Linked DNA regions of Mus musculus: all the other regions are linked to region 1. Evidence: chromatin contacts called from public HiChIP or PLAC-seq and promoter capture Hi-C data. All regions are on one chromosome and are shown on one strand. The core of a region is the stretch at or near the end of the contact, and the rest is flanking DNA. Distances in the headings are between cores, read along the strand shown.

What was found. Promoter capture Hi-C pulls out the DNA fragments that hold promoters and counts their contacts. HiChIP or PLAC-seq counts read pairs in DNA pulled down with a chosen protein or histone mark.
Region 2: a contact with region 1 is called in a promoter capture Hi-C map of liver, with 4 times the contacts expected there. The contact joins the promoter of Srsf2 here to the promoter of Birc5 in region 1. A contact is called at or near these places in 8 of 39 promoter capture datasets (the 3T3-L1 cell line, the C10 cell line, the HPC-7 cell line and 4 more), 1 of 484 Hi-C or Micro-C datasets (liver), 4 of 115 datasets of contacts at active chromatin or transcription factors (astrocytes, bone marrow-derived macrophages, embryonic forebrain and 1 more) and 2 of 9 other capture datasets (liver and macrophages).
Region 3: a contact with region 1 is called in a FOXA1 HiChIP or PLAC-seq map of pancreatic cancer cells. The contact joins the enhancer-like site here to the promoter of Birc5 in region 1. A contact is called at or near these places in 8 of 115 datasets of contacts at active chromatin or transcription factors (T-cell acute lymphoblastic leukemia, embryonic basal ganglia, embryonic hindbrain and 5 more) and 1 of 9 other capture datasets (embryonic stem cells).
Region 4: a contact with region 1 is called in a promoter capture Hi-C map of pre-B cells, with 2.7 times the contacts expected there. The contact joins the promoter of Engase here to the promoter of Birc5 in region 1. A contact is called at or near these places in 6 of 39 promoter capture datasets (the 3T3-L1 cell line, hematopoietic stem and progenitor cells, liver and 2 more) and 2 of 115 datasets of contacts at active chromatin or transcription factors (large pre-B cells and microglia).
Region 5: a promoter capture Hi-C map of hippocampal neurons shows a contact between it and region 1, with 5 times the contacts expected there. The contact joins the enhancer-like site here to the promoter of Birc5 in region 1. A contact is called at or near these places in 1 of 39 promoter capture datasets (hippocampal neurons), 2 of 484 Hi-C or Micro-C datasets (Sertoli cells and ventricular fibroblasts) and 13 of 115 datasets of contacts at active chromatin or transcription factors (acute myeloid leukemia, craniofacial prominence, differentiating embryonic stem cells and 10 more).
Region 6: an H3K27ac HiChIP or PLAC-seq map of embryonic stem cells shows a contact between it and region 1, with 5 times the contacts expected there. The contact joins the enhancer-like site here to the promoter of Birc5 in region 1. A contact is called at or near these places in 9 of 115 datasets of contacts at active chromatin or transcription factors (astrocytes, embryonic basal ganglia, embryonic forebrain and 6 more) and 1 of 9 other capture datasets (adipose tissue).
Region 7: a contact with region 1 is called in an H3K27ac HiChIP or PLAC-seq map of extraembryonic endoderm stem cells, with 3 times the contacts expected there. The contact joins the promoter of Lgals3bp here to the promoter of Birc5 in region 1. A contact is called at or near these places in 8 of 39 promoter capture datasets (the 3T3-L1 cell line, the C10 cell line, the HPC-7 cell line and 4 more), 2 of 484 Hi-C or Micro-C datasets (CD4 T cells and neutrophils) and 3 of 115 datasets of contacts at active chromatin or transcription factors (extraembryonic endoderm stem cells, large pre-B cells and pancreatic cancer cells).

The regions. Positions count from the first base shown.
Region 1 is chr11:117,847,642-117,851,216 of GRCm38.p6, reverse strand. It overlaps Birc5 (baculoviral IAP repeat-containing 5), which reads right to left and starts at 1,980. Exons shown (of 4, transcript NM_009689.2): 1 at 1,756-1,980; 2 at 1,354-1,463. The coding sequence starts at 1,866.
Region 2 is chr11:116,851,059-116,854,633 of GRCm38.p6, reverse strand. It overlaps Srsf2 (serine and arginine-rich splicing factor 2), which reads left to right and starts at 1,540. Exons shown (of 3, transcript NM_011358.2): 1 at 1,540-2,066; 2 at 2,303-2,613. The coding sequence starts at 1,705. The coding sequence ends at 2,606. Mfsd11 (major facilitator superfamily domain containing 11) reads right to left here and starts at 634. Exons shown (of 13, transcript NM_178620.4): 1 at 461-634. The coding sequence starts at 556.
Region 3 is chr11:117,090,143-117,093,717 of GRCm38.p6, reverse strand. No RefSeq gene overlaps it. Among named protein-coding and RNA genes, the nearest start is that of Mir6516, 15 kb to the right of the region's middle. Within about 2 kb of position 1,762, at least 123 of the 459 cell types and tissues checked have an H3K27ac peak or open chromatin away from gene starts, as enhancers often do. A contact at or near this core is called in T-cell acute lymphoblastic leukemia, embryonic stem cells, extraembryonic endoderm stem cells and 1 more, where this site is marked.
Region 4 is chr11:118,474,852-118,478,426 of GRCm38.p6, reverse strand. It overlaps Engase (endo-beta-N-acetylglucosaminidase), which reads right to left and starts at 1,595. Exons shown (of 14, transcript NM_172573.3): 1 at 1,323-1,595. The coding sequence starts at 1,441.
Region 5 is chr11:117,247,168-117,250,742 of GRCm38.p6, reverse strand. It overlaps a transcript of Septin9 not described here. Among named protein-coding and RNA genes, the nearest start is that of Gm39478, 17 kb to the left of the region's middle. Within about 2 kb of position 1,637, at least 81 of the 459 cell types and tissues checked have an H3K27ac peak or open chromatin away from gene starts, as enhancers often do. A contact at or near this core is called in embryonic forebrain, forebrain and hippocampal neurons, where this site is marked.
Region 6 is chr11:117,283,463-117,287,037 of GRCm38.p6, reverse strand. The region is part of intron 1 of Septin9 (septin 9); the gene reads right to left. Among named protein-coding and RNA genes, the nearest start is that of Septin9, 19 kb to the right of the region's middle. Within about 2 kb of position 1,852, at least 91 of the 459 cell types and tissues checked have an H3K27ac peak or open chromatin away from gene starts, as enhancers often do. A contact at or near this core is called in astrocytes, embryonic stem cells and stem cell-derived neural progenitor cells, where this site is marked.
Region 7 is chr11:118,400,176-118,403,750 of GRCm38.p6, reverse strand. It overlaps Lgals3bp (lectin, galactoside-binding, soluble, 3 binding protein), which reads left to right and starts at 1,792. Exons shown (of 6, transcript NM_011150.3): 1 at 1,792-1,965.

The DNA.
Region 1 (3,575 bases), core at 731-3,230:
GCAGGACTGCAGTTAGAACACAGCTTGTAAGCTCTAAAGACAGACAACATTAAGTCTTTTTTTTTTCTTTTTAAATTTTGCTTTGCATGTATGAGTGCTCTGTGTAGATGTGTCCCATGTGTGCTGAGTGTCCTCAGAAGCAAGAAGGGGGCCTCAGATCCTCCGGGACTGGAGTTGTAATTGATTGTGAGCCACCAGGTGGGTGCTGGGAACCAAACCTGGGTCTTCTGTAAAAGCAACAAGTGGTCTTAACCTCTGAGCCAGCTCTCAGCCTTTTTTTTTTTTTTAATTTTTTTTTTTTTTTTAGATTTTTAAAAAGACCTTAAAAAGTCACTAAGCTACTGATTTTTGCAGTAGATGGATTATATTTCAATAGACCTGTTTTTAATGAATCATAGTCCAGGATTATAAATTATTTCTCTGCTGGTTAAATGAACCAATTCAAGCCAGATTAGATGTTATGAAATGCAGGTTTATTGGAAAGCTGCTCCCAGGTGAATTCACTGGGCTCAAGGACTGAGGCCAGGGGAGTCACCATGGGAAGGTGAGAGAAAGAACACATGTAGAGAGAGAAGAAGAGAAGTCCAAAATGCCTGGATTATATAGGGTGGAGCCTCTGGGGGGAAGGGCTGCCCAGTTCCTGGGCTGGAAGTTCAGAGTTGGGGGCAAAGTATGCCAGGGAGGGAGTGAGGGATGCTGGGAGAGCCTGGAGTCCAGGTCTGCTTTGATATGTAGAATAAGCACCTCAGTTCCTACTCCTGGGGTCTGAAACCAAACAGGGGCCACTGAAATGGCCCAGGTGAGGATGCTTGCTGCCAAACCTGCTCACCTGAGCTCAATTCCAGGGACCAACACAATAAGAGAGAAGTTATCCCCCCAAGCTGTCTTGACACCAACATCCACCATGACACCCACATCCAAACATACACAAATAGAAATATAAATTAAGTAATAATAACATATTTAAAAATTTGGTTGGGCAGTGGTGCTGCACGCCTTTAATCCCAGCACTTGGGAGGCAGAGGCAGGCGGATTTCTGAGTTCGAGGCCAGCCTGGTCTACAGAGTGAGTTCCAGGACAGCCAAGGCTGCACAGACAAACCCTGTTTTAAAACAAAAACAAAACACAACAAAAAAACCTCAGGCAAAACCATGCATGTTGGCAACACTCAGGAAACCAAGGCAGAAATTGAGAATTCAAGACTAGTCTGAGCTGTATAACTGGAACACTTGAGCAAGAAGCATGCTCTTCTACTAAATACAAATGGTTTGTCCCAACTCCAGTTCAACCCAAAAGGCTCTCAATGGAAGGGGAACACCAGGAAACCCACCGAGAGTAGCCTGTGGGACTTACATCGGGTTGTCATCGGGTTCCCAGCCTTCCAATTCCTTAAAGCAGAAAAAACACTGGGCCAAATCAGGCTCGTTCTCGGTAGGGCAGTGGATGAAGCCAGCCTCCGCCATCTGAAAATGACAGCTCGTGAGCGGGATCAACAGTCTGACCTTATCCCATGATTCCCAGAGATCGTTCCGGGCCGAGAACTGAGGACAGTGGGAAGAGGCCCGGAGGCTAACAGTGGTTCAGGCAGAGGGTGGGGAGAGCGGGGGGGGGGGGTGGCCTCGTGGAGGACAGAGCAGAGCAAAGCAGCCTGGCTAACAGTACGAAGCGAGGGTGGGGATAGCGGGTTCTGATCCCGGGTCACACAACTAAGGCACCGTCGGGCCCAGGGTGGAGTCGCTGGAAGCTGGGACTCACTCGCTCTGGGGTGCAGGCGCAGTCCTCCAGGAAGGGCCAGTTCTTGAAGGTGGCGATGCGGTAGTTCTTGAGGTACAGCTGCCAGATCTGGGGCAGCGCCGGAGCTCCCATGATGGCGTCACCACAACCTCCGCCAAGACGACTCAAACGCAGGATTCAAATCGCGCGGGCGGAGGCGCGCCGCAGAGCATGCCGGGAGAGCCCCGGCCCCACGCCCTCGCCCGCTGCCTTCTGGGAGTGGACGGCGCGAGGCGAGCCGGGAAAGTCCCGCCCCACGCCCATCTGCGCCTGGCCTTGTGGGCGTGGCGGGCGCAGGGCATGCTGGGAGTTGTACCTTCTGCTGCGGTTCCTTCTTGCTATTCTGACTCGAATCTTCCGCAGCTGCTCCCCAGAGGACACGGAGGGTGGCCGAGGGCGGTGGACGGGCCTGGGGCACCTCTTTAAAGCATGTCCGCTGCAAGTCCCATGTGCTCTGCAGGTTCTTCCTGCCTCAAGGTTTGCAGGATTTGGCCAGCTAGATATCGGAATGGAAGTGCCTCGGACCCACCCACAGGCTGGTGGAGGGGCGCCCTTAGGAAGACAGGAGACCCTCCTCCCTGCAGCAGCCGCCATCCTTCCTATAGACACCCTGGGATGGAGGCGGGGTCTGTATGTCCCAGCGCTGGAAAAGAAAGTCAATGGGTGTCTATTTCTGAGACCATCGGCCTGGCTCAGACCAAAGGGAAGCAGCCATACACCGCAAGAGAGTCCAGGAGCAGAAGAAAAATACTGCTTCCTGGGTGTGACTGTTGGCTGCTGAGCCTGCCTTGCTGCGGGCCCGTTTTCAGTGTCTCTGTTCCTGTCGGGCGGCCTGTGGTTGCAGTGGCTTCTAAAGAGCTTCACACTGCAGACAGCAGGCTGGGCATGCCCCGAACACAGCCCAGGTTGGCGTTGCAAACGAGTGCCCTGATAATTCGGTTTCCTTTTCAATAAATCTCAGTAGGCTTCCTGCCAGTGGGCCTCCAATGAGCTCCAGGCCACCTCACAGATTGTGAGGAAGAACAGATCATACCACATAGGCAGCTGGAACAAGAGGGGTTTTGTCACGTCCCGAAGAAACATGGATCAAGTATCAATTCCTGTGGCTCCCCCCAGCTCTTCTCACCCTGCCCCTATCCTAAACCTCACCAGTCCAGCGTTTGAGCTTCTCTTCCCTGTATAGACCAGCCATTTCTACAGCTTGCTCCCTTGGTCTGAAACTTTCCACTTCTCTCTTGGTCCTCTTCCCTCTCTCATCTCTTCCTCTCCTCTCTCATGGCCCGGTTCAGATAGGACTCTTCCCTGTAGTGAGAATTTGAGTTTCTCTAAAAGCCCAGTTATGTTTTATGAATGTGTTTTTGTTTTAATCCCAGGTGTGGAGTAAGAGGTGGCTTCCCAGCAAATAATTAGGGTTTGCCTTGCGCAAGGGTGTGATTTTTGCCAACTTCAGGAGAGCGTTTATTGTTTGGAATTCTGGGAAGTCTTTAGAGGGTATAAATGCCTTGAGCCCTGAGAGAGACAGGGGTGCTCTGAAGAGGCTGCTCCTCCCCCTGCTGTTCCCCGTGCTCCCACTGCTTGCTGCTGCTCCTGCTCCCCGACCCTGCTGCTGCTCCACCTGCTGCTCCTGGTTACTGTTGTTGCAGTTTGTCAAATATTCATAAGCAGAGACAAGAAGTTGGATATTCTAATGATGAAGAAGACTGGACAGGCCCCAAGGAGCCCAGTATCCCAAATCAACAGGAAGTAGCCTAAAGAGGTCTACGCCCCTTCCCCTCTAACCTCCTTTCTTTCCTAGCATTGGG
Region 2 (3,575 bases), core at 291-2,790, 1.0 Mb after region 1:
AGATAAAACTAATCAACAAAAATGTCTTGCCATCTCCCTCCCCGCAGGAAAGTCTAAATACTCAAAAAAAATGTTATGATCCACACCTCTCACCCAAGCCCACCATGAGAGGAGAAAAAAACCGACTCAATTGCCGCAGAAGATATACTCGAGATGGGGAAACAGATAATCAACTGTACCCACAAGCCACCCAAGCACTAAATACAGAGTTTAACATTCACAAAAATTAAAGTAACTATGGTCCATACTCAAATTGCAAGCCGCATCTGAGTATTAAACGAAAGTGTTTAACACCACGTAAACGCGAAATATCTGATACACAAAATTAAGAAAACGAGAAAGGGTAGGCTGAAAAACAGGAGGTGCAATCTTGGCGTGGTAGCGGACATAAACGTTTATTGTCACAGCTGGAATGCATTCAGACGGGCATTCAAAGGAAGGAGTACAGATTCCAACTCACCGCCACATTTCCACAAGTCTGAAAGGCGGTGAACATAAACATAAAGGCAACTCCTAAAATAACGATGTTGAAAAGCTTTTTAGACTCCGGGGACATTTTGGCTCCGCTTGCTCAGAGGCCAGCAGCGGCCCAGGACAGTCACCTCTTCTCCTCCAGTCGAACCCCCTGACAGCCCTGAGGGAAGAAACCAGATGAGAGAACCACGAAGCCAGACTGCCGATTTCCAATCTTGGGATGGGAATCGTGGGTTTAAGGGAAATCTCTCCCCACCGGTACAGTCGGGACCCTCCGGGGACGCGACCGAGTGCAGAGGAGACCCGGGGTCTACCCGCCGCAACTCCAGTTGCAGGGAACGGGATCCGGGGCAAGGACGAGCAGTAGCAGCTGCTGGGGCCCGCCCTCCCGGCCTGACTCACAGCAGATCACGAGACCGGTCAGCTGACCAGAGTCTGGTCGCAGCGCCCGCCGGGAAATGTAGTCCCGGCGCCCCGTGGGGGGAGGGGAGGGTACGGCCGCACGCTGTGGCTAGCGCGTACTTTAGGTCTACACTACCCGTCCCTTCGTAGAGAGCAAAGGCCCCGAGAAGTGAAACCAAGGCAGCGAGCCTCAGTCAGGAGCGGCGGGAGAGGGGAACGTGAGGTGGCCCCGGGACACAGAGAGGCAAAAGAGAGCGCAAGAACCGGCTCTGACAGGCGGGACTGAAGGCTGGGCGGAACGGCGCGTGGAGCCCGGGCATTGGCGTGGGGAAGGGGCGGGGCTCTGGTGGGGCGCGCTTCCTCTTTCTCCCTCCATAGAGCCTCGTTCTTCCCCTTCCCCGCGCTCTCGCGGACGCACCCACGGTAGAGCATTTGGCGGGCTTTCTAACTGCCTTCTCTGGCTGCTCCCCCGCCCCACCGCAGTGACTGCGCGCTTTCCGCCCGCCCGCCGCGCGGTGCGCAGGCGCACCTGGGAGGGGCGGGGCGCGCGGCGGCGACGTTACGCAACACGGCCGAATGGGCCAATCAGGAGATTCATTTCCGGGTGGCGCGGGCGCCATTTTGTAAGGGTGGGTATAAATGCGCGCTGGGGCCCGCCCGCTCGCTTAGTTGCTGCTCAGGCGTCCGTCAGGTTCGGGTGCTCTGCGGCGGCCTTGCGGCTCCCTCCCTACCCACGAGGACTGTAGCTACCGAGCGCCTGACGGAGCTGCGTTTCCGGAGAGCGAGGGCCTGTCCGGGGCGTTAGGGTCTCGGCGCCGCTTCGCAGCCATGAGCTACGGCCGCCCGCCTCCCGATGTGGAGGGCATGACCTCCCTCAAGGTGGACAACCTGACCTACCGCACCTCGCCCGACACCCTGAGGCGCGTCTTCGAGAAATACGGGCGCGTCGGCGACGTGTACATTCCGCGGGACCGCTACACCAAGGAGTCCCGGGGCTTCGCCTTCGTCCGGTTCCACGACAAGCGCGACGCCGAAGACGCCATGGACGCCATGGACGGGGCGGTGCTCGACGGCCGCGAGCTGCGGGTGCAGATGGCGCGCTACGGCCGCCCGCCCGACTCGCACCACAGCCGCCGGGGCCCGCCACCCCGTCGGTACGGCGGCGGCGGCTACGGGCGGCGGAGCCGCAGGTGAGCGGGGCCCGGGGCGGAGCGGGAGGCGGACGGGCACAAAGGTACGCGGAGCACGTGGAGCCAGCCCCTCCCTCGCGGCCGGGGTGGCAGCAGGGCCGGGCCACTCCGTGCGAGACCCCGCCTCGCGGCAAGGGAAATGGCGCCTGGCAGCCAGATAATGGCGGCGGGGCGGGCGGGGCGGGACCGGCGGCCTGCAAGCTCACCCTGTCGCTTCGTTCACGTCCCACTCGCAGCCCTCGGCGACGCCGGCGCAGCCGATCTCGAAGCCGGAGTCGGTCCAGGTCGCGAAGCCGCTCCCGCTACAGCCGCTCCAAGTCTCGGTCCCGCACTCGCTCGCGCTCCAGATCAACCTCCAAGTCCAGATCTGCCCGAAGATCCAAGTCCAAGTCCTCCTCCGTCTCCAGATCCCGCTCGAGGTCAAGGTCCAGGTCGCGATCGAGAAGCCCTCCGCCCGTGTCGAAGCGAGAGTCCAAGTCTAGGTCGCGGTCCAAGAGCCCACCCAAGTCTCCAGAAGAAGAGGGAGCAGTTTCTTCCTAAGAAAATGGTAATGTCTGCGGGAATCTGAGACACGCCCTAACTCCCGTGGGGTATGGAGTAGGTTTTTTGAGCCTTGTTAGCATAAAGACTCCTGGTGTTAAGAGTACTACTGCTCTGAAGTTACTCAGCTTTGGGAGTGATGCTGAAGAGGGGTCTGCAGAGAGGATTGTGTAAAGCTTAGATAGTAATGGCTGTTTCATGCTGTTTGAGACCTATTAATGAAAATGACTATTTCTTGCTGTTTTTATCCAACGTCTGCATTTTCCCCCTTTAAAGCTGCGGTCTCCTGTTTTATCAAAGAATATTGGCCAGTATTGCAGATTTTAACTGATTTGGCTGATCCTCCAGGGACCAGTTTCTGTGGGCGTGTATTGGAGCAGGTTTGTCTTTAAATGTTAAAGATGCACTATCCTCATAGAGAAAAACATTCAGTGCAACTGTTGTTGTGCTGACTGGGACTTCTTACTCTAATGGATGTGGCAAAGGAATTGCAATTAAGAAGCAATGAACTTTTGGAACCCCAAAAGAAAGTTACAGGTATTGATCCGCACCGGGTGGGGAAAGGATAGTGTGTCTTTAACTCTAAATTGTTTGGTCCTATTTTTCTTTTTAAAGGAAAGGGCCCTAAGTAGCTGATTAAGAACATCCTCAACTGCCAAACGTTTCATTTTCAAACATCTTACAAAGTGTAGACTAATTTCTGATAGCAAGTTTTTGTTTGGAAACAGCCCCACCCTGCCCCCCTACCTTTTTTTTCTTTTAACCCTCCCTTGCCTCCTTTTTTTTCCCCCTTTTTTCTTTCTTTCTTTTTTTTTTTTTTTTTTTTTTTTTTTTGGTCTTGGTTATTTGGCCAAGAATCACATATATCCGAACATGCTGGTGGTACCCTTTGGAAAAACTCCCATTTGGGCCTTTAAAAAAACTGATAATGGCCAGGTGGAACCTTCTGTAACCTACTTGTTTCACCAG
Region 3 (3,575 bases), core at 513-3,012, 760 kb after region 1:
AAAAGAAAGATCTTTCCCGGGAGAGTGCTGAGCAATCTAGAGAGTAAGCTTGGCTTCCCCAGCCAACCCCAGACTCCCCTCAATTCTTCCTAATAGAAGCAGTCACTGAAGGAGCTGGCAAGATGACCATGTGGATCCGGGCTCCTGTCACACAGGCTTTGATCCTGGGAATCCATAGAAAGGCAGAAGAAGATAACACTCCACAGGGTGCTCCTTCAACCTCGCTGCCCTCCTCTCTGCAAGAGAGAGAGAGAGAGAGAACAGAGAGAGAGAGAGAGAGAGAGAACAGAGAGAGAGAGAGACAGGGAGAGACAAGACAGAGGGAGAGATAAAGACAGAGATACAGAGAGAGATAAAGACCGAGACACACAGAGAGAAAGACAGAGATACAGAGACACAGAGGGAGGAAGAGATAAAGAAAGAGATATGGAGAGACACAGAGACAGACAGAGATAGAAAAAGAGAAAGATACAGAGAGAGAAAGACAGAGAGACACAGAGACAAAGACAGATACAGAGACAGATGACAGACAGACAGACAGACACACACACACAGAGAAAGAGAGAGAGAGAGAAACATGTTTAGTTGCTACTTACTGGCTGGACAGGAGACAGGAGAATGTTGAATGGGGCATGGGGCCCTGGGGGCTGTGTTTGGGGGTGTACATCTGAGGTGTGACAGAACAGAGTTAGCTATAAGCCACAATGCAAATGTCAAGCCCACAGAGTCACACTCAGAGGTCATGACGTGGCCAGCAGATGAAGTCCCCTGTTCAAAGGCCCTTGCAGGTGCAGCGGATGGGATGGTGCTGGCAATGCGCCTCTCGCCCTACAGAACTCCCATGAGAAAAAGCTGTGTCAGCAAGACGGCCTGGCCCCTCCCAGCCTGTGAAGCCCCAAGGACTGTGAGACAGCCTCAGTGGGAGAAGGTCGTGACCTTCTCACAGCCTCAGTTTTCTCCCTCGGCTGTGCTCTGATGTGGTGTTTTCTACGTATAGATGAACTGCAGTTTCTCTCCACTTTGGGTTTGTTTGTTGTTGGTTTTTTGTTTTGTTTTTTTTTTAAGTCTCTTTCTTCCATTAACCAAGCAAAAAACAGAGTAGAAATCTAAAGAAGAAATTGTGTGTGTGTGTGTGTGTGTGTGTGTGTGTGTGTGTGTGTGTGTGTTGGATGTGCATGTATCTGTTATCTGTTTGTACACTTTTCTTTCCTTTAAAGTCATGCAAATATGCTGGTGTGGCACCTCGTCCATTTAATCTCAACACTAGAGGCAGAGGTACAGAGATCTTAGGGAACTAGTGGTCAGCCTGGTCTACATAGCAACTTTCAAGCCAGCTAGAGCTACCAAGACAGACCTTGTCTCAAAACACAAAACAAAACAAATAAAATCAGTTAAATGAGACTCCTCATTTTCCCCCTGAGAGTCAGGCATGACCTCCAGTCAATCAGGCACTTAGAGCTGGATCACTGGCGACTGTCCCCCGGCCTGCGTCCTCACCACAGAGGAACAGCTGAAAGAGAGGTGGCCTCAGGAAAGCTGTAGGACTGAGCGGTCCAACCAGGACCCCCTCCACGTGGGCAGCATTCGCGGTTGAGTGAACGAGACTCTTCGCCCTGACCCTCAAGGCACACTAGCCTCTCCACCGGCAGCTGGTTTTCTCCAGCATTAGCGACTCTGAGAGAAATCACATGCCTAGGGAGACGTGTGACATGTGAACGTTCTCGGGTGACACACGCATTAACTGCTCTTATACGCAGAGTGAAACTGTGGACCGGATCGGGCTGGCCCCAGTCGTGTTCTCCTGAAGGTTAGGGGTGGGACACAGCAAGGAGCCGATGGGCGGGACTGCGGAGCATCCGCTGAGTTTGGAATCCTGACCCTCCCCTTACTTGGAACAGAAGTGGAGGTGGCTTTCTTGATTCTCAACCAAATTACATTTTTTTTTTCAAAGGCTGGGGGTGTAATTCAGCATACATAAGGTCTTGGGTTGGATCCCTAACAAGAAAAATAAACCAAACAAAACCCCAAAACAAACAAACCAACCAACCTCACCCTTCCTTCACTGCCTGTCTTATTTGCAGAAGAACGCGCCTTTCTTAAGGCCCTTTCTGGAATTTCTCAGTTGGGGTACCGCCTCCTCATTTCCTGTTACTTATCCCTAGAGGAAAAGAAATGACCTAAACAGGGCAGGGGGGATGCTCCATGTGAACAGAGGCTCACCCTGCGAGCCTGGCACCTGAATGAAAAATAGAAATTAAAAAAATAAAAATAAAAATAAAAAAAGGAAATGACTGTCCCTAAGTGTGGTGGAGATGACGATTTATCGTAGATAGAAGAGAGAGCATAGCCCGAGGCAGGGGCATCTGGGAGCCCAGACTGAGCTGGGGCACGCAGGGATACAGGGACAGGGCAGGTAACCAACATGTCTGGATTATAGGGAAGAGCGTCTGAGCAAGAGCAGCCCAGTCCCTGGGCTGGAGAGTTCAGGGTAGAGGGTATGCCAGCCCTACCCTGTAACCGTAGGGACTGGAAGAACCTGAAGCCAGGTCATATTTGATTTGTTAAATAGCCACCATTTGTCTTGGGGTCTGAGACTGACTAACCAGAGTTCAAGCACCACATCCCAAGGTGGAAAGAGAATAGATCAAAAGTGGCACACGTAAGTCTGCACTGGAACACTCACACGCACGCACACACGCGCACGCACACACACACACTGCTAATAATAAATAAAAGTTTAAAAAGGTAGCAATTCACCTAAAAAAAAAACTTTCTGCAAAAAGAACATATCTCCCACAGTCAATTAAAGTGCCACCACCACCACTAGGGTGCCTACAAGCCCTAGATTCTGGTCACTTCAAGTTGCAGTGTTCTGTGAACTCCTGTACACTTGAATAGTCTTTAAACAAACCATCTTTCTCTTGTAACCCACGCTGGCAGTACCGTTTGCTGTCCCCAGTTACTGAAAATGAGAGTAGAAGAAGCCAAACCGGGTGTGGTGGAACACACCTTTCATCTCAGCACTTGGGAAGCAGGAGGATTTCTGTGAGTTCGAGGCCAGCCTGGTCTGCATAGAGAGTTGCAGGACAGCCAGGGCTACATACTGAGACCCTGTTTTTACAAGTAGCATAGAGAGGGAGAAATTTTCTCTCCTGGACAAAGGAGCCAACATCCTTTATGTATGGTGATTAATCTAAAGGTTTTGTAAAATCTGGGAGAATGGGAGATATTAGGTAACGGAAATAGAATGGAAAATGTCACATATTTATTTTGGGGGCTGGGCAGTTTACCAGGCTCTGTACCTACTAGACAAATAACCTACCAACTGAATCACACCTCTCACCCAGCATAATTTAGCATAGGCCTACTAAACACCCAACAGTTCGCAGCGTTTCCTCCTTAAACCTTTCTGTTTGCTGTAGAAGAACGGGGTCATGCAAGGCCAATGACTGCCCAACATCACACGCCCTGTTCACTTTTCCTTCATAAATACTATGGTGTACTCTTAGGTACTGAGCTGGGTACCAATGACTCATCTGTGCATAGGACAGTCACCACAGCCTGGGGTGAACTTC
Region 4 (3,575 bases), core at 346-2,845, 630 kb before region 1:
TCTCTGGCCAAGGGATATGGTCTTCGAGTACCAGCAAAATCACCGCCCCCTTCCCCCCCCCCATCTTCAGCAACTGAATAATACAAGGAATAACTACATTGGCTTCATGAAGTTGCAAAGTCTGAGTACAGCAAAATCAGAAACTGTTCATTTGTTAATATGTTTCAAAGTATCCTTTAAAGAGTAGTGAGGTGACACTATAGTAGCCATTTAGGTACACAGTTATCCAAGCTGGCATCCTTAAAAGCCCCCAGGGCCTGAGGCCATCAGGAATGACTTGAGCTCCCTCCTCAGGTTCTGCCATCAATCACACTGTCCCTCTGTAAGTAAACTGAGGAGCCTTTGGAACTGCGGGGATGGCCAGACAGTAGCAGGCTAAAATGGAGACGTCATCTTTTTCTTGTGGTGCTAGGGGCTCAAACCCAGAACTTCCTACATCCTAGGCAAGTGCTCTGCCATGAATCTCTCTCAAGACCTTCCATTTTAATTTTTGCGATGTGGCCTCACTACACCAGGTTGGGGCCTCAAACTTGTGATCCTCTTGCCTCACCCCATCAAGGAGTTGGAATTAAAGGCCTGTGTCATCAGGCCATGCAAAACACCCGCCTTTGAAATCTCACCACCAAATACTCCTCTTCCAGATGGCGCCCCCCTGGCTGACTCCTTTATCCTTCAGCTGCACCCAAAGGAACTCAAAGTCATCCCGTCTGCCCATGCCCACCTGTCACCTGAATGTCCCTCCAGTAAGAAGGAAAAGGACCTCTTAGGATGGCTTCTACCCACAAATACCTTTCCCGTCGGTCAGCAACCATCCTAAAGTCTGAATAGCCCATCTGTCTCACTGCTGTGGGTTTAAAAACGAAGCAGGACACATCAAGTTTGTGCTGATACCTTTCCCAGTGTCCCACCGACCACGGGGTTACAACCCTGGACCAGGGGGGTATGTCTGTCCACTTCTTTGCCTTTGTGCCTTTGCTCATTCTGATCCACCTAGTACAGTCCTCGTCCCTAAAGATTCAGTTCAAATATTACACGAACAGAAAGCCATCCATGTTCGGGATTGCCTAATCTATAGGGCCAAAGGAAGGTGCAGTAGCCTTGGCGCCAGACTGCCAGAACGAGATCCCGATGGGCTGGGACAGGGTCCGTCATAGGTTAGGAACAAGGGAGCTGCTAACTTGCTCGGGTGGCCCGTCTGCGACCGGGGATAGAAGGATGGAGGGACGTAGGTTTGTCCGCAAGCGACAGACAGTGTCGCGCTGCACGACAGGCAGCATGGCCACCCCAAGCCCAGACCTGGAGCTCAGCCCAGCCGTGCGCACCTCCGCCCCTGCCTCCGCCGCCCCGGCCTCCGCTCCGTCTGGTCCCGCGCCTGCTTCTCCGGGGCCGCGGGGCTCCGCTGCCTTGCAGCTCCCCGGGTCAGCACCGACGAGGTCTCCATGACTGTCAGCGACTGCCGACCGCTAAGCCCTCCAGACACTGCTCCAACAGCCAATCGCAAGCCTGGGCCTGCCCCTGCCGCAGCTCTCAGCCAATGGTGAGTGTGCAGCGCCGCGGTTGGCTCGCACCGAGTTCCGGCTAGGATCTGTCCACGTTCTGCAAGCGGCGGGTGTAGAGCCTGAGTTAAATAACCGGAGAGACGGGGCGGGACCTGATGGGCGGGGTCTAGGAGAAAGGCGGGGCTGCGTGGATCCTGAGCCCAAGGTTCTGAGACCCAAAAAAGTGTTATTTAGAGTTAGCCACGAAGTTTTCTTTCCAGACGAATGAAACAATCTGCCAGCGACAACCAAGTCGGTACACGTTAGCAATGAGCCCTGGAACTGGGCCACAGAGACTGGTGGCCTAGCTTCCCTGGGTCCCTGGCTCCTTGGATCCCTGGATTCCTGGATGGGATCTAATATTACAGGCACCTGTAATATTCTGCTTTTTTTAAGAAATTAAAATATAATTACATGTTTCCCTTCCCTTTCCTCCCTCCAATAGTTCCTGTGTACCTCATCCAATCTCTCTCAAATTCATGATTTTTACTTCTTTAATGTTTGTCATCTACGTGTGTGTATATATAAACACAACCTGTTCGGTCCCTTTAATGTTACTTGTATGCAAATGTTTTCAGGGCTGACCGTTTGGAATTGGATAACCAACACAGGCTGACGATTGTCTTTTCTTACTAATGAACAAAAGAAAGAGGTGTTATAACCAGCTTGAGGCAGGGCTCCATGGGATGCTATAGCCAGGTACGATGGGAAACCTAGGAGTAAAGGCAGGTGGAGAGATGGGGGCAGTGCTGCTGACCTGGAGGGACTGTTTCCATCTGTCCTGTAGGGTGGTCAGCATGGTGAGCATGGATAGTTTTCCCCTGAATGCATTCTTCTTACTCTTAAGCCTGTGTTCTGCAGGAAATAAATCCTCTCAAGTATTCAGGGTCCAGGAAGCTGCATCTGCCAGAGGGCACCTCCCACAGTACCTGGGCACAGAAGAGATTCACAGTAACCTTGATGGTCCTGTGTTCAGAGCGGTGAGCAGAAATGCCAGAAGACGAGGAAATGGCTTCTCCTCCCTGAGCCCAATACCCCTCTGCAGCTTGCAGCTTCTGGCCCCACAGCAGCTTGCCCAAGCCAAGTTCTCTGGGCCTCTTTATTACTGTTTACAGGCTTTGAGCTTTATGAGGCCCCAAGCATCCATAAACGCCAAGGGTGGGGATGGTGACTAAGGTGGTTGAATATAGGCCCTGGTTACATTGCCTGTTGGCCAGTCGGCCAGGGAAGGGACGCTGGGGAGCAGGACACTCTGATCTGTGGGACACAGTTGGCAGGACACCTCTTCCCACTGACCCAGGGTGGGGAGGGAAGCTCTGTGTGGGGCTGCGACAGAGAGAAGGTAGCAGGTCACAAGCCCAAACACAGTCATCTACTATAACGCCTTGTGGAGCAAACACAACTATCTTGAAAGCTGTGTAGATCGTCCCTCCACCTCCCAACTCCCTGCCTCTGTACTCTAGGTGCCCCCCCTCCAAGACCTGTGCATCTAGGACAGGGTCATGAGTGGAAAAGAAGAACTGGTTGAATTCTCAGTTTAGGGTCTGATGACCTGACCCCCAACTCCCCACTCCTTCTACAAGGGCATGATGATAGGCCAGTCTTGTGAAAGTATCGTGAGCGGGGGATCAATTTAGATGACGATAGTTGTGTCATGCCCAGAGGACAGCATCCCATAACACAGCCTAACACTGTCTCGCCCTTTCCCTCTCAGTCCCCATAATGCTCCAAAGACCAGAAGAAGGAGAAGCATGGAAACTGAGGGCCAGTGTGGAAGGCCAAGAGTCTGTTGCTCTGAGCGAGCACTGCACTTCTCTTGCCTTGCTTCCTGCTGGCTGCCGGGCGCGGGAGAGGCTCTGATGCTTGGAATTGTGGCTGCCACCTGAGCCTGTGAGAGTGTACAGGATGGTAGGACAGAAGCAGCCTCCTGGATCTTCCATAGAGTAGACACAGCTTCAACCTGGACCACTTCACGCAGGCTCTCCCGGGAGCAAAGGTGCTTAACTGAGCCCAGCACATCCTGTCTGTGATAGTGAC
Region 5 (3,575 bases), core at 388-2,887, 600 kb after region 1:
CGCTCCACACATGTGGCTGACAATCACCGACACAGCATGCCAGGGAATTTGGCGCCCAGCCTGACGGCAGAGGATGCTGGTCATCTCCAGCTGTTCCTGATGCCACATGGAGTCAGTGTCCAGGGAGGGACAGAGGACTCCTGTCCTCATGGTCAGACACCCAAAGGGGCACACTGGACACACTGGACCATAGGGTATAGTCAGGCAGATTGGCCAAAGCCTTCAGCTCTTTGGATTCTTGGGGAAGCCCAGAGTCAGTCACTCGGTGTTTTACTGAGCAACTACAAAGGGCAAAGCATGACCAGTTATGCAGATTACTAACTCGGAAACCACCTTGAGGCCTGGGGATGCAACTCAGTTGGTAGAGGGCTTGCCTAACATACATGGAACTCTGGGCTCAACCCTCAGAATTGCATAAACTGGATATGACGGCGCATACCTCTAACCCCAGCACCCGGGAGGAGGCAGGAGGATCAGAAGTTTAGTGTCATCCTTAGCTACATGGGAGGTCAAGGCCATCCTGGCCTATGTGAGACTAAGAGAGGGCGAAGGGGGTGGGGAGAGCGGAGGAAAGGAAAAGAGCGAGGAAGGGAGGTAGATAAGCAGATAAAGTTGGTTGGTCTTAAGACGAGCACGGTGCCTTATCTCTGTAATCCCGGCGTGCAAGGGCAGGAGAGCTGTCAAGACTTCTAGTCCAGCCTGTACTTACAGAAACCTTGTCTCAAGACAATTTTAATTACATTAAGTTAAGCCACAAAACACCATCTTGATCCCGTCCTGTCCTTGTATCACGGTAAGAACCCAGTGTTTGGAGGTCAGATCAGGGAGGGAACCGTGGTCACTGTTAGCTTGTGCAGCCAGCACGTGGTTCCAGATCTTCAAACACCACCTCCCTTTAGCCCAGTGCCCACGTTCAGTGAGATGCCACTGGAAGGGCACAGTCGGGGTTGAGAAGGTCGGTGGCACAAAGGGTCAGGATCAACGTCCCTGATGACTGTGTAACAAGCAGACACTGGCCCTTTGCTGCAGCAGACGTGACCCATCATCAATGGTTTGTCCACCCGTGGTGAGGGGCATAGAAAAGGCAGCCAGAGCCAGTAAGCCCTTCGCCTGCTCTTCCTAAGACATCCAGGGAGGAGAAACGGCCTGCACAAGGGTCACTTCCTTCCCTGACAGCTACAGAGAGGTGCACCTCCCAAGCTAGCGCATAGGCCATGAACAGCATGGTGTGACAGCAGCCAGGCTGGAGAGGCTGGGCGTGAACCCAACCTCCACATACGGGATCATTCAGCTGGAAAGGGGCCGCGAGCCCAGCAGAAGCTTCGGAGAAGCTAACTTTTTAGATGCTGAGCCCAAAACAAAGGGCTGAGGTTACTAGAACCTTCTTTGATGCCTCAGCTTCACACCAGACAGAAGATAGCAACTGTGCCATGAGAGAAAAAAATGACTGGCAGGCCTTAAGACAAGTCCTTTGGCCCCTTAGGGGGCCTTTGTTTTCTCTTCTATAAAATCAGATGGACACTATCTCCTTCAAAGGTTCATTATGAAAGGAAGCTCTGTTAATATCTGTTAAGCACTGAGAACAGTATCGGCCCAGGGCTCGGGAGACCTCAGCCTGAACAGCTCCGTCTCCAGGCTCATGACTGCGTGCACGTGCGTATGTGCACGCCTAAGTCACACGCATATCTGTGCTCTTACGCACATTAAACCATCTGCTCACACTTTCCCAGAAACTGTCAGGTATTTAATTTCCAAAGCTGGCCTCAGACTGAATGGAGCTGAGGTTCTGTCTCCATGGAAACCAGGACAGCACACTTCCTGTCACCCATGCAGTTGAAAGGAAAAGGCAGGAGCGATAGATAACAGGACAGAGCCTGATTCAGGACCTGGCAGGGAGCACTCACTGCATGCAGACCTCCCAATACAGGGGCACTAGGTGACTCAACACTAGGACCTGATGACCCGTGAGGGGCCTGGCAGTGAGCCCCACTGCATATGGAGCCTTCAGTTCACGGACACTTGGTAATTCAAACTCTTCTAAGCTAGGAGGCTCATTGTATCAGCAGCTGCTCTAAGGTCCCATCTTCTCAGCCATCCACAGCAGCCACATCGCCCTTCCTTGCAACTCCAAGACACCAGCAACTCACTACTTCATGAGACATGCTAGTCATTGATGGTAAGTGAAAATGGAGAGAAAAATCACGGTTTTCACACTTTCCAGAACATTCCAAGTTTCTAGGGTTGCTTTGGTATTTGGGGGAGCTCAAAGGCTCACCCTCTACCTGACAGTCCTCCAAGCCTGTGGCTATAGTGACTATAACGCTTCATTTCCTTCAGCATCCCATGACCCTGACAGACACTCTCCCAAGCTCTGTGGCCACAGTGGGTCCTTCCTGGGCCCCAATCAACCCAACACATCCTCTCTTAGGACTGAGCCTCTATAAAAGGTCAGACTGTGACCCCGTACCACAAGTTCAGGTTTGAGCCCCTGGTACCTGTGGCTGTGAGCTCATTTGGAAGTAGGATATCTGTGGCTAGCATGGAGTTAAAATGAGGGTGTGCTAGACTGGGAGGGCCTGACCCAACAACCAGAGAAGGCAGAGGGTAACTTAGACACAGACACACAAACATACTTGGCCACATACAGATACATATATGCTCCACATAGACACAGAGAGAGAAAGAGACAGAGACAGACAGACAGACAGACAGACAGACAGACAGACAGATGGAGAAAGCCAGATGAAACAGAACAGAAACAGGAGTAATACAGCCACAGTCAAGAAATGCCAAGAATTCCTGGCCACTACCCCAAGGTGCATCCCTCAGGTCCTCCCAGAGCAGCCAGCTCTGCCTACACCTTCCTTTCAGGCTCTGTCCTCAGAACGTTCACAGGATGATCCTGATGTCTTAATCAGCTGCTCCGTATCCCACTATCTGGCAGTCCCCACACAAACCCTGCCTTCCCAGTTTTATCTCACGGTTAAAGTCACATGCTGTCCACCCCAGCACTGGTCAGGAAAAATTAGTGGATCTTTCCCACGTCACAACTAGAGCAGCTGGCCACTGGCACATGTGGGGCCCCACATGACCACCCCAGATCCACTGGGCCGTTCAGCTCCTTTCCCTGAACCTCATAGCATCTTGGGGAGCCAGGGTCAGTGAGAATCTATGGGCTTTTGTTTTCAGTTCTGTTATTATCTGAGACAACATCTCGTCTACAGTCAGCAATCCTCCTGCCTCAGCTTCCTAGGCTGGGGTTACAATATGCTTAGCTCAGAAGTTGTGCTTCAGCTAATAGGTTCCCTAAGGTTCCTGGTCAGCTGGGAGGGCGGCTATCCTGCAGCAGACCAACCCTTCCTGATGTGGAACTTTCTAGGCTCTGGTCTTGGCTGAGACTCCAGGGGCAGGGCTGAAGGCCATCTCTGAGGTCAGCCTTCTCCCTGCCCAAAGCTCACGTAGAAGAAGGCACACTGGCATTCACTGTGGTGACTCTAGGTTTTGTAAGACCCCTGAGGATATAGGTATATCCCCCAAGCCCTCAGGAGATCATGACAAGACCCTAGACTGCTGTC
Region 6 (3,575 bases), core at 603-3,102, 560 kb after region 1:
GGCTGGCAGGAAGTAGCCTCCCCTTTAGGGTGTCTGGATAGAGGGCAGCTTTACTGACACCTAGAATTTAAACTCCAGAACTGAGAGAGAATGGATGTGTCTACCCTGTCACCAATGCTGCAATATAGCAGCCTGGGACAGATGCAGGAGAGGCAGGAGATACAGGAGATGCAGGAGATGCAGGACTCGGAGTGGTGTGAGGTCATCACATCCTCTATGGACCCCAATGGGATGGGACAATGTGCCACACTGCTGTTCAATCGAGGGCATCTGTCGGAGACTCTGACTCGACTACACATCAGATCCTAGTGACTGGCTAGGTAGACATGGCAGCCTGGCACAGGTCCCCAGTGAGCACCCCAAACCATGGTCTATTACATACCGAACATATAAGTCTCCACATCGCCCCTGGGAGCTAAAACAGTGCCACCAGCCTTTACAGCAGGGGGCTATCACTCTGCCCCCCTTTATTTTTTAATCCAAAATGCCATGGAGGACTGACCCACCCCTACCCAAGCCAGACTCAAGTCTCACTTACTTCTCTGAGCCCCTCAGCCTCCACCCTCCTAACTGGAAACAAAGGCTCTTGAGGAATCTTGTGCTCCTGGCCCACTTCTGGGATTTGCATCCCAAGGAAATAATCAGAAGATTTATGTAGGAGGGCATCTATATCCGCAGGAACATGGCAAACTCTGAAAACGGTTCGGATTTACAGGCCAGAGTCTCATAAATAGGAATCACATTGTGGAAGATGAGAAATGCTGAGAACATTTAGTAAAGATAGCAGGATACAAGCCGCACACACAGGGTCCTAACTGCTCATCATGGGCACAAGCACAGTTTGCTGGCACACGGGCACTTGCGCCTCTCAGGAATGACTCTTTAGATGGATGGCAGTGGATGCTCTTCAATCAACTCCTCCTGACCCGGCCTAATGCATCGGTGACCAATGTGGGTCACTAAGACTTCCAGGACCCTAGACTGAGAAGATGAGAGTGAGAGCCGTTGCCTCAAGCATAGCACGAGTGAGAAGGTGAGTTCTCCCATCCGGCCCCCAGCCCAGCAGGGGAAAGCTCTTGCTTGGTATGCATGAGGACTCAAGTTATAATCCCCAGAAACCGTGTGAAAGCCAGGTGTGGTGGCCGGCATCTCTAACTCTAGTACTGGTGTGCAGACACAGGAGGATGGAGCCTTTGGCCAGCCAGTCTAGCTGAACCGGCAAACTCCAGGTTCAGTGAGAGAACCTGTCTCAAAAGAGAAATAAGGGACACAATTAAGAGGAACACAGGCCCCCATGTGTGACGTCACGTGGGTGACGCTATCAAAGCCGCGCCTTGCTAGGGAAGCTCTGGTGGTTCCCGGAGGACTTTGCAAGAGAACACGCACCTCCCAGCTCACTCCTTTCCAAAGCACAAGTCATGCTCTCCTTGTCCCTCCAGCACCTTGCCTCAGCCGCTAGACACAAAAAGGCCAGCAGCCTCCTTCCAGCTGTAAACCCTCCTTCCCCCAGAACCCGTGGGGGGCCCAAGCCCGAGCAGCCTTGGTCTGGGCCTGTTTAAGGAGGAATGTAGCAAGCACAAGGAGCCATTGTTAAGACTCCTGCTCTGACTGCAGGCTTTGGGAACCTCTGAACCTCTCCCGGCTCCTGAAACCGGATCGAACACTTCCTGGTGCACAGATTGTGCTGGGCCTGCTCTGGGAGGGGAGACCAGGGAAAAGCTGCACAGCCCTGGCCCGGCCTGAGACCACTATCCTGCAAGGAAGTGGAAAGTCCGAGGCCAACACAGCACGGTGCACAGCCCCACAGGAGGGAACAGCATGGAACTCAGGCTCTGAGTTACCCAGGTCAGACTTCTCCCCAGGAGCTGCAGCATACGCCAGCCACGTGGAAGGCAGAGTCCACCACTCAAGGCACACACAGGACAGATGGTGTCACAGAGGAAAGCGCTCCACCCATCGGTAACCATGCACCTGTATCGAGAGGAGCTGGTGGGCAGTGAACCAGAGGGCTCCCCCACCGCAACTGTCCTGCCCTGCTCTCAGGCTCCTTTGAGAACTGGGCCTTAGGCCCAGATCCTTACTCTGGGAAAGAGTGGGGCAGGGCAGCGGGCAAAGCCTTGGCCTTGGCAGAGCTGGGTCTGGCTGCCAGGCCTTCGCCTCCTACTCAGCCCAAACTGGAGGCAGCAACTCCCACCCTGCAGAGACTGGAAATGTAGAGCAAGGGTCCCAGGCCTTCCCTAGCTGACCTCGGGGCATGAGGCCAGTCTGTGAGCCTCATTCAAGGTTGGCAGCTGTAGACGCAAACCAAACAGTGCTGGGGTGACAGTGAGTGTCTGTATCCTGGACCGCCAAACCTCATTGTGTGTGACGGTGGTGTGGTGGCATGGGGGCGACCACACATGTGATGACAGTGGAGGGGATCCAACACTGTGGTTGTCTAATCAACCTTCTGTTGAGTGTCTCCACAGGTGGCCCACCTCTCCCAGGGAGGCTCATGCACCCTGCAGGGCTTTACTTCATCTTAGGTAGCCTGGCTCTGCCTCTGCCTGGGACCAGAAAGAAGCCACATCCTAGCCCTCCCCAAACTGGAATATCAACACTGCAGCTCTCTGAGCATTCCTAGGCAGGACTTCTCTGGGGACCAGTTTGCCGTCCTCGGGGCTCCTCAGGACACACTGGACTCTGTTGCCTTTCATGTCCTTGTCCCCTCTGTCCTATCCCAACACGGGGACCCTAGTGACCATCTCCCCTTGGGTCCCTGTCTCAGGAGCTACTTTTGGAGGCCTGGACTGCTGGGGGGTGGGGTAGGGCAGTAGGTGGGGGTGGGGAGCAGGCTTAGGACAGGAGGAGGATACAGATGGGTGACATGGGGAGGGATGTCCCTTCAGGAAGCAGAACAATCCCAAAGGAAGAACTTAAAATTAGTCCCAGTGAGTGGAGCCTGTACCGGACTTCTGTAAACAGCCATCCCGACCAACAACCAGGAGGTTATTTAACAACAAAGCCAGGCCAAGTCCAAATGAAGACAGGAAGTTCTTCCTCCTAGGACAGTGTCAGCGGGACACCTCAAGCCCACCAGGAGTCTAGGAAGGAAAGTGAGAAAGCAGGGGCTGACACCTCAGGAGAGAGCCCCCCCCCCTGCTGCACTTCCTCAGATCCAAGCCCTGCTGGGCCCAACAGACAGACCCTAGAAGAAAAAGCACCTCTGCCCAGGGCTCCAGCACGGCAGCTAAGGGATCCAGCTACCCTGGGCTTAGCTGTACATGTGGCCCACAGATGGTGGCCGGGGATCATGACACCGAGGTCACTGCCCATAGAGTCCTGTCCCATGATCCTCTCTGCCTGCCTTTGGAAACCCAGCATGAACTATCTGGCATCTCTGGGTGACGAGAAGGCTAGAAGCTTCTATTCACCCAACCCTAAAAAGAGGTACAACCGGTATCCCTGGGAAGTGATTCTGCCAGGAGATTTGGGGTTCCAAGGGCAAAGCCAAAGGAGGCCATTCTGCTAAAGCAAAGGGGTCACTCTGTGCTGTCTCCCCCTCCCCCTCCACCCTTTTCGCTTCCTCTTCTCTC
Region 7 (3,575 bases), core at 543-3,042, 550 kb before region 1:
GTCGGTCACTGTGGCCGTTGGGAGATTGCATTACCAAGTCAGGCGTGTATGGGAGCCAGTGTATCTGCTTACCAGCTATTGCCTGGGTTTGGTCTCCAGGGCCTTGGAGCCTTCCTCTCTGTTGTCATACCTAGGACAAAGAACTCAAGGCACAGGATAAAAGGATTTGCCAGACCAGAACTGGTGTAAAAAAAAAAAAAAAAAGTAGACACCAAGGACAGAAACCCAGCCGGTGAATTCCTGAACCATACACCTGAAAAGGAACAGGGTGATTTTATACCAATTCTGAGTCACCTGGCTTTGCCTCCTGGGCCATTTGTGTCAGACCTTTTGAATAGTGTTCAAGAGGACAGTTGGGTGTCTTGAGGTAGGAAACCTTACAGTGCTGGTGCCAGGGGAGCTGCAGGGAGCTGCTGGGAATTAGGCCACTGTCTAAACATCATAAGTCTGGGGAAATTTGCCTTTGTAATTTTAGTGTATCTTACATGTTTGGAACTTTTGTCTGCATGCATGTATGTGTACCACGTGTGTGCCTGGTGACCATGGAAATCAGGAGAGGGCATTATATCCTTTAGAAATGGCATTATGGGTGACTGTGAACAGCCATGTGGGTGTTTCAAATGGAACCTGGGTCCTTTGCAAGAGCAGCACGTGTTCATAACTACTGAGCCATCTCCCTAGGCCTCTTTGAATTATATATATATATTTTTACATTTATTTACTGTGTGTGTCTACATGCATGTACATACATGCCACGGTACACTTGTGTAGATCAAGACAGCGTACAGGAGTCAGTTTTCTCTTACAGTGAGTCCCAGGGGTCAAATTCATAGCATCAGGATTGGTTACTGCAAGTCCCTTTACCCGCTGAAGCAGTTTTGGTGGTGGTAGTTTTGTTGTTGTTGTTGTTGTTTTAGGATTTTGTTTCGGTTTTGTTTCTGTTTTTGTTTTTTTCCTTTGAGGCAGGCTTTCTCTGTGTAGCCCTGACTAACCTAGGACTCACTATGTAAACCAGACTAGTTTCTAACTCACAAAGATCCACCTGCCTCTGCCTTCCAGCTAAAGGTGTGTTCCACCATGCCCAATTAGCCCTACTTTAAAAAAAAAGGTATTGTAGAAACCTTTTAAGATTTAATTTTTAAAATTATATGTGTGCATGCATGAGCACACTTGGGTGTGGGTGCCTACAGAGTCTGAGCCCCTGAAGCCAGTTACAGGCTATTCTGAGCCAACCAACATGGGTGCTGGGAGTTGAACTCAGGCCTCCCATAAGAGCAGGTGGTGCTCTTAACCACCAAGCCACTCTAGCCCCCAGCCCTGCTTTCTGCTTTTAGCCTTTATATCGCTATTCTTGTCTCTCAGGACCACTCTGTGGCCCACATACCTTCGCTCTGCGCATGGTAGGTTTGTGCATAAGCTAAGGGCAGCCAGCATTCCCAGGTCCAGGAAAGGATAGTCCAGCCCACATCCACATTCACAGACACGGTCTGACCCGAGCTGCTGCTCCTAGGCCCTCTTTCTGTATCTTTCCACTCTCCTTCGCCAGGATGCCTGCCTGGCCAGCCTGGAGATGTATTTGCTCCAACCATCCCCCAAGCTGCCCCACAGGGTGCCTGCCTGGCTAGCCTGGACTTATATTTGTTTCATCAGCTCAGTATATCAGCTCAGCACAGGGCGCTTGGGTGCCTGCCCTCTGCCCCACAGAGCAGCAAGCAGAAGGCTATTAGCCTTGCTGACAGCCAACCCCAGAAGCAGCCTCTGTCATGTGTTTTCTGAAAATCGAAACTAGGTGAGGTTTACAAAGCATTTCCTGGGACGAGGCTGAGGAAAGCCACATGGTGGAGCTTTTCTCTGCTGAACAGTCTACAGAAGGCTTCCAGTTGCAGCCAGGAAGGAGGCTCCAGGACTGCCTTCAGCCACTGCCTCGCTGCCTGAGGGACAGTTGAGTCCCTCTCTTGCTCCCAGGTGAGTCTCCACTCTACACAGCATGATTTCTGGCAGGCCAGAGCACAGGAGCCAATACAGTTGGGCAGGATGTCCACTGAATGAACAGCTGAAGGGGTGAGTGGGTTAGAGTTTATCCCCGGCCCCCTCCTGGGTCTGTAGATTCTCTCCCAGGACTAAACCTACCTACTCAGTGGTACTGAATGAGCCAGCATAGGCAGGCTTGTCCCATCTTCCCACACAAAGGAGTAGGGCAGAAACAGCCTCTGTCATCCAGTGGACAGCAACATCCACATACACTGCAATGTTCCCAAGGCCTAGAGCGCCTGACCCAGCATGGACAAACCTACGACCACAGTTTATAGTAAATGCAGGGAGTGGGCACCCAGTGCAGTTTGCCTGGGACTCAGGTTTCCCAGAGCCCAGGCCTTCTTGGGATAAAACTGGGGTAATGCCTTGCCACACGGATGTGGGACTCTCTGGCTCCCTCCACCTCCACCAGGGTCCTTGTGGTAGAAGGAGGCCACCCCTGGGCAGACCCTAACCTGTGCTCACTGGCTGTGTCATCTGGAGTCAGTTGGCTCTCTAGCTTCGGCTCTCATTAGGGATGTGGGAACTTTGTGAGTTGTATATTGTTCTGGGTCTGTGCTTGACTAGATGCAGAAGTCTGGTGGGAACCAGTTGGGGGGTGGGGGTGGGGTGCACAGAACTAAGGGCCAAGTCCCACCCATCAGTGTGTTATAGGACTCAACGGTCAGAGCTTATGCCCAGAAAGCTCCCCTGATAGCCAGACTCAGCCACCCATCCTCCATGGTCCAATTAAAAACATAACAGTGAAAAGCCGAAAAAGGAGATTTATTTAATGTGGCCACACTAAGAGGAATCCAGTGGCCTCCCCCATTAATGGCCCAGAGTCTATTAGGGGATATTAACATGAGGTTTACATAGAGGTATACATAGCTAACTGGCTTGCCTGGGCTGTAAATCCCAGAGTGAGCTGTTATTTCCTGGAGACAGGCTTCCTCTCTGGCTATCACCAGGCAACAGCCTTCTCCTTTCAGCGTGAGACTCCCGGGGAGTTCCAGTTCTGCTGTTGCTTCCGCAGTCGGATAGCCAAAGCCTATCCTAGGATCTCTTCACCCCTGCCAAGATGGCTACAAGTGCCCTGGCCCCCTGAGGGCTTGCTCGTGCTGCTCTGGTGCAGAATGTCTGGGGTGGGGGTTGGTCGGTGGGAGAGGGCTGGGGAGGGGCCAATCCTGGTGCTTCTACTGGACCTGAAATATCTCTACTGCTTGTCTCTGGGCCCCTGGTCGGAGTAACAATTTGTGGCTTCCAGTTCCTGCCCAGGAGACAGAGCTCTGTAGCACCATCCACTACCAGTCCCAAGCTGCCTGCTGGGCCTAGAACGAGTCCAGAGTCCATTGAGGCTGCTGCATTTTGTTCTGTGGGTTGCCCCGCTCCTTGCAGGGCCTGAGGGACAATGCCTGGGTGGGGCACATCCTACATACAGGCAAGAGTCTAAGTATTGAGTCCTGTGTGTCAGCACCGTGGTGGTTGACCCTGACCCACATCCCCAGGTCACATCATGAAGTCCCAGACCCTTCTACACTGCCTCTGTCACTTCCCCTTGA